Regions from separate parts of the Anser cygnoides genome. Here region 2 is linked to region 1. A link is a contact called in public Hi-C data. All regions are on one chromosome and are shown on one strand. Each heading gives the region's core, a stretch centred on a gene start, on an enhancer-like site or on the middle of the called end of the contact. The rest is flanking DNA. Distances are from core to core; before and after follow the strand shown. Region 1 has its middle 100 kb from the start of SPRY2. Region 2 overlaps NDFIP2 (Nedd4 family interacting protein 2).

Region 1 (3,469 bases), core at 456-2,955:
TCTTTTTGGTCTCTTGAGTCTAAGGTTTTAAAATTGCAGGCGCGTTTAGCTGCCGCAGCCAAGGCACTTCCCACATCCCACATCCAGCCAGCCAGAATATCTTTTAACCACAGTGCACTGAAAGTGCATCACTTTTGCCCCTGAAAGTCACAGTTTACACTAATGAGTTCACTGAATCATTGGTATGATTCAAAGCTCTTTTAAAAGGCACTAAAGTCTGTTTTGCCCTGAAGACAGCAAAAGTACAATAGCTGTTCAGGTGATTTGATTATATTTACTTCCAGAAGTATTTGTATGTTTGACTTTTAGCTAGCAAAGTAGAGATAAGTCCACCTTGACAGTAAGGTGCTAATGAACTTTTTCACAGTGTTGTAATTAATAGCTACACCAAAGACAGCAGTGATGAGAACGAGGTGGACTTCAAAAACTACCACTGTTACATGATCTGTTTTGGATCTGCTTTTATACTTACATATTTTCATTTATATTTCTACATCTATATAGATGTAGAAAATATAGAAAGGGATTCACTGATATGAAGTACGTACACATGAATAAACAGCAGACTACTGCCTCAAACGCAGCTTGTCTGATTTTCTCTATTATAGCACTTTTTAGGTTTTCTTTACATTCTGAAACAAGAACAAGACTATAGGTCTCTATAATCTGCAAATGCTTTTCACAAGCTTAGACAGAAGCATGTGGAGATTAAAGTCAATGTGTGCATAATTAGTGTATTATGAATAGCATAGTAAATAAGAGTCATGTTAGGCCTGAAAAAAAACAAAAGAGAAAAAATAAATTTTGTTACTGATACCCATCAGGACTTCTTGCTGTTTAGTCAGAGGCAGAAAATGGATTTATTTGGTGGTGTGAATGGGTTTCTTGCACTCTTACAGTGAGGTCACATACTCTTATTATCGAAAAAATTTGTAGGCTGAGTCAAGCCTACAAATGTCACTACAGGTACACTACCATCAGAAGAATAATCTTGCTGTCCTTCCCCAAGGATCCTTGCGTTGCCATAGGTGGTCGGGCAGATGTGGGATCATGTCTCTTGAGAAGCAGCTGCTAGGAAGCGGGTGGGAGCTCATGGCCTGGGCCCTCCAGCAGCATCCTGTGCTTCCATCAGTGCTAACCTGGTTGTGAAACTGCACCTTAACTCCCAGTGTAGCCTGGGGTATGTTGCAACTCTTTCTGCTTCAGTTCCACTTCTTTTAGCTTCATTTCTCCTGTCTTAGTTGCTAGCCCTTTTGCATAACTTTTGGAAAGAAAGCCTTTTCCTGCTAATGAATGGTGCTATATTTGTGCTCTGCTTGTTTAGATGTTGTGAAAAGGAAAAGCAGTATCTGAGTATCTTCCACGAAGAAGCTGCCCTTAGAAACATATTTTGCTGGGCTTGCCTCAGCCCAGATGCTCCCTAAAGAGTGAGCACTGCAGCTTTAAGGCTATCGTTCCAGATCCACATCACACCCACATATTTGTCCTCTCTTTACACAGCAAGTGCCAAGCGGTGACATCTACTATAGTCTCTAGGACACGCTGGTCTCCTCTGTGGAGGAAAAAAGGGTGAGAGGGGGAGGGGGACGAGCCAGAGAAAGCACAAATCCTGCTGTGTTCCAGAAGGATGAGTCACTTCCTCACAGTAACTCTGAGATGCCTTATTTATGGCTGCTCTGCTGATATGAAGCCCAGCTCGGTTCCTCGGCGGCGTCCCCGGGCTCGGCCTCCCTCCTGGCTGTCCATTAATCATGCGGGACTATTACGAAGTGCACACAGAGTGGGAGTTCTGCCCGCCAGTGGCCTTTAGCTGTCTCCAGTTCAATGAAATTACCTTGTGTGAAGACTTGTTTTATGAGAGATTGGTTTATTTGTAACTAAACTACTTCCTCCGTTATTTGATAAGCTCAAATATTTGCTACTGATAGTCAGAGAGTGTCACATTTATTATCCCGTTTCAGGCATTGCCTAACTCCTTTGTATTAGACCTCTTTAACCCCTTTGAGGACTGCAGGAAAAAAATAATAAAAAAGACTGGAAAAGTCTTATTCCTGTTCCTCATGCTTTGAAAAGAATCAGGTTATATCCTATAAGGGAAGTGGCTTGATGAAAGTAAACTACTCTACAGTGATTTTTTTAATATACATTCAGCATAACATTCAGAATGATTCACTCATGGTGTTTATTAAAAATCAAAATAAAAGGAAAATTGAGCTATACATTTTTCTTCTTTCATTTACTGCAAGACTTCATGGTTTAATCAAATGGCCACATACAAACATGAGGTACCACAGTATCAAGGATGGGGCATATATATCATCTTTGACATTCCTAAGTCCTGATTTCTGTCTTGCCCCTGGTGGTTATATCACCTGTGACCTATTTGTGCCTCAGTTTGTGTGTTATTAACCCTTGCTGAAAAAAATACTTGCTTAGCTTTTTAAGGACATCTGATATCTCTGGAAAACTAAAAACTCTGCAACATTAGAGCTAAGTAATATGTTTATAATAAGCTACTTCCAGACACTCCCAAATTTTCCCTAGAACTTTTTTTTTTTTTTGTGGAAGTCAAGGGATTATTATTAACTATATGCTTCTAAGGGCTCCAGCAATAAATCACCGTCCAAATATAAAAGCTACTTGTGTACGTTAGGAAGAAGAAAAATGCCTAACTGTATCAGAGCAATCTTTAGGAACCTTGTCTACCTACTCTGGCTCCAAGTACTTATTACAAAACTTTCTTGGGCACTTGATGTTCCAGGAACGTACATGCAGTAAGCAGTGCATTTCAGCTCCTATCTGCCAACACCACAGGTTTCTAAATCATTACACCCCAGAAAGAATGATCAAATTAGGATGGGGCAGGGACATTAAGAAAACAATCTTTGTCTAATTAACAGGAGCAGGAGTTCGGGGTCTGGGGCTGTAAGATAGAAAGTGTTTCCAGTTCTGTTTTGTGTTCTCCTAAGCACCAAGACTGTGAGATACCTGAAGCCAGAAAGAAAATCTATAGGACAAAACCTCTGTCTGCCATAACTGGGGTGCATGGGCATATTTCTCTAATGAAGGTTAGGGAATGGTCATTATTCACTATTAGCATATGATCATTATTCTGTAATGAGGATGGTGTCCTGGACTGCTCACATATTTTACGCAGAGACTTTGAGGCATGCAGGCATTTTGTGTTACGGTCAACAGGATCTGGGGAAGGGCTTTGGAACAGTTGTGCCCAGAACTTGCGGTGTGTTTGAACACAGGAACAGCTTGCTGTATAAATGCTTGTCAGAGGCTGCAGTGAGCCAGTCCTGCTGCTCACAATGCAGTACACTAAATCCTGTCTGAAATTAACGGGGCTGCTTTTATTTTTAAAAAGGAAAAGGGATGATCTACTGAGAACAGAATGAGACTGGTTAGAAATCTCCCTCATGTGGAGGAGATATGAGTTTTCTGTAGGAAAATGTAGAAAAAG
Region 2 (3,698 bases), core at 740-3,239, 260 kb before region 1:
TAAATGAAATTGTAAGTTAAAAAAAAAAAAAACCATGCTTAAGAAAATTTACAATATTGACTATCAGGTGAAGTGGGATTCATAATGCAGTGAACTTTCTTGGAGTTGAATATTCATTTGGTCTTTTAATGAACTGTCAAAATACAACATGCTTAGTCTGCTGAATAATAGATATGCTAGTATTTATATAGTGATAATGTAAATTGTTCTTTTCATTCAATTTGGCAATTCTGTTTCTTTACCTTTTTTTTTTTTTATTGAGCCTTTAAAAAATTCAGATGATCTGGCTTTATTTTGTAGAAAACGTGAATCTCAATGCATAGTTACTTGAGGGGAACAAAAACCCCTCAACCCTTTTTCAAAAAACCCTTTTAACAGCTCTGATTTTTATTTGGTTGAATATGTTGCCCAGTATCATCTCTGGTTATTTTAGAGAAAATAATGCCTGAATTACTTGATTTCTTGGTTGATAACTACAGAAATGCACTGGAAATGACAAATAGGATGTGCTGTTGCAGGATGCAGTAAACATACTGAATGACAGTAGGATGGGAAGTGTACAAAAAGTGTGCAGAGCTACTAAAAAGGTTATTTTTTTCCTTCTGGCAACTTTTCACACATCTCTTCATTCCTACTTCTTGTGTGAGTTTTGGAGACATTTGATTAGCCTTTTTTATCAGTGAAGCATGCAGTCTGGAGTCGGGTAAAGGCAAAGATACCTGTCTCCAATACCATCACACCCTGCCTTCCAGCTGCCTCCCACATCAGAGAGGACAAAACTGTCTACCATGGTCACTAACAGGAACAGTTGAAATGCCTCTTCAAGGTTCATTTAGTTGCGTTCAGCTCACTGCTGGGAACTGAATGCTGGTTTGAAAATGAAAAGACTTTAATGAGTTGGGGGTCTTTATGGGGCTGGTATTCTTGGCAGCGATTAACAGTAGGGGGTATACAGAAGGTCAAAAGCTCTTCTTTTGAGGGGTCAGCAGAACATCCCTGTCTGATAAGATTAAACTAATGTGGCTTTTGGTGTTAATATCTAAAGCAGCAGGCTGCCGTAATGTGTTCAGGACGGCAGGCATTGGGTGGGGGGGTAGGAAATTGACAGTGGTGATTCATTATAATAGAAAATGTCAGATGATTCTGGCAAGTAATATATGCAACATATACACGTATATACACACGTATATATATTTTAGAGCTTTTGAAATAACTTTGTCAAAGACCACCTGATACTGGAAGTGTTATTTGTATGTTAAACTATGACACAAATACCAGTTTTCTATTTTAGGAGAATACAGTATTTTTCTTTAATTTTTTTTTCCCCTCAACTTCCTGTATTTGCATAAAGCATTAAATGTGTCTTAGTCATCTTTCTTGCTACAGCTAAGCCTTGTGTATGAATTCCAGTTTTCAGATTACTTTACTGGATATTTCAATGGACAGTACTGGCTTTGGTGGATATTCCTTGTACTTGGTAAGTGGCAATGGAAAACATTTCTGTTTTGATGAAGTACTTAAAGATATATCATGTCCTTGTAGCTAGAGTTCTGTAACATGTTTAGCTATATGTTTTTCTTTTGCTGTTGATAGTTTTGTATGCTGTTCTTATTTCTGTAGTGTTCACCAGGTTATTACCATAGTGTTACAGTGTGGATTGCAGACTATTCAAATAACATTCAACTCAAAATGGTACTCTACATTTGTAATTACGTACATACCTGAGATTTGTAGCTTGTGCTTTTTAATCTGCTCATGCTCGTCTAAGGGTGCAGAATTGTGTAACAAAACCTCTAGGTTTTATGCAGAGAACGCAGTGAAAGTAAGTGATACCAGGTACTTACATATATATGCTTGTATGTCAAGTTTTAAATTTTATGAAATGTGACTGATCCTAGGAAGGTGGAGTCAGTTGTCTTGTACACAGGTCATGAAATGTCCTTTTCTACTCCTTTGAAATGCATGCTGCATCAGTAGTTACTCAGTCAGACAAGAGAATGGCTTCATGCTTGCTGATCACAGTGCTTCCATGACGTCAGCTTTTTCTGAAGAGGTCTGCCTGCCTGTGTTCAAAGTTTTATACACATCACGTTCTGCCTTTGTTTTTAATTTTGATATTGCAAACACCAACCATTATAATTTTTTTCCTACTATGGATTTTGTGATTTGAACGTGAAGTCTGGAGTGATATGCTTTTACAGGAGTGAATGCTACTATCTATTTTATTTTCTTGCTCTGGAAGCATAGTAAGCTGCTGATGATTCAGTAGGTGGCAGTCTTCCCTTTGAGTCAGTTCAACTGAGGTCTAACAGCAAATGTTGGAGTAAAATGTTGAGTAAATTTTTTTTTTGAGAGATCCTGACTGCTTCTGATTTATTTGTTTCACAATAAATGCCAAAAATCCTTAATAAAAAAAAAGTTTTCCATATCCTTCTTTCAATACAATTTAAGAGTATTAATCAGATTTCTTAATAGCTTGCTCTACCGTTGTATACTTGGCTACATGAGGCATATAGAAAAAGTTGTGCATTTGTAGTTCTTTTTACTAGTCTTTCACAGCACTTCTCACATTCGGAAGTTAGATCACTTAGATTTAGGAAAGCCTTATTTTCAGCCTGAACTGTTAGAAGACTTTTTTCTTAAACTCACAGAGCTTGCAATAAAAGGCACTGTATGTATCCAGCAGTTAGCATTCCCTTGTTTTACAAATGTTTTGCATGACGTAGGCCAACAGCATTTTAGAACACTACAGAAGAATTTACCCCAATAGACCTACTTAGTAGGAAATGAAGGACTATTATCAAGTCATGGGAGTTCTGCCAACCAAATCTGTATTTCATTGTTTCAGATAACTTTCCAATCAGAACATGCTAAGTAGTATATCCTGTGTCTCTTTCAAAGTGAATAAACTGGAGCCTTTCTTTTGGATGATCCTTTGACATACTTGAGCCCATGCATTGCTATCTTTTTCTCTCTTCTGGTGTTCACCTATCTGTTTATGTTCCCTTTACTTTATTTAAAGTCTGGAAAAATTTGCTCACGCTTCATGGAAAAGTGAAATGGTCTACTTCCAAAGACCTGTCATGCACAGTGAACAAATTGGAGAGAGAGACAATTTTCATTTTTAAATTTAAATGTTAGCCAATGTTTCTTTTTGAGGAACACAATGGAAAGTGTTTTTTTTTCTGTGGTGTATTTTTTTTCCCTCCTCCGTTAAACAGCGAAATATAAAAGTATGGGTTGAACTTGGACTGTTTTCCCAGCATGTGTAATGCAGAAAATATGCTTTCAGGCACCTTAAAATCTTCTTGTCCACCTTTTGCTGTTTCAGCTGCTTTTTAGTTGAATGTAGGACTATCTCTGGTAACGTCTGGGTAGCACCTTTGGTAGAAATGTACAGAAATGTATCTGTCTTAGGTCAAAGTTAGCAGAGCATTCTCTGGGTAGGTTTTTTCTTCTTGGGTGTGTGTCCTATGGAGGCTTGGGTTTAAAGAAGCAAAAAAAGTAAATGCTTTTTGCTTGCCAATTTTTATTTTACAAAATAAATGAGCATGGGAAACAGTCAGGGTCTCAGCAGGGACAGCAGGAAGAAAAAGTGCATCACATAGCAAAATATCAGTGTAACCATAGAGATTGTTTATTAAGATGTAAGAGAACAGGATGTAATCCTTTGCTAAATTTGTTAACTTTTGTTTGGA

The links. Hi-C and Micro-C count contacts between places; a contact is called where the count stands out from the background.
Region 2: a contact with region 1 is called in a Hi-C map of liver, with 3 times the contacts expected there. The contact joins two enhancer-like sites. A contact is called at or near these places in 2 of 7 Hi-C or Micro-C datasets (granulosa cells and liver).

The regions. Positions count from the first base shown.
Region 1 is chr1:165,549,892-165,553,360 of Taihu_goose_T2T_genome, reverse strand. No RefSeq gene overlaps it. Among named protein-coding and RNA genes, the nearest start is that of SPRY2, 100 kb to the right of the region's middle. Within about 2 kb of position 1,705, at least 2 of the 3 cell types and tissues checked have open chromatin away from gene starts, as enhancers often do.
Region 2 is chr1:165,812,417-165,816,114 of Taihu_goose_T2T_genome, reverse strand. It overlaps NDFIP2 (Nedd4 family interacting protein 2), which reads left to right. Exons shown (of 9, transcript XM_048047471.2): 7 at 1,411-1,477. Among named protein-coding and RNA genes, the nearest start is that of NDFIP2, 41 kb to the left of the region's middle. Within about 2 kb of position 1,989, at least 1 of the 3 cell types and tissues checked has open chromatin away from gene starts, as enhancers often do.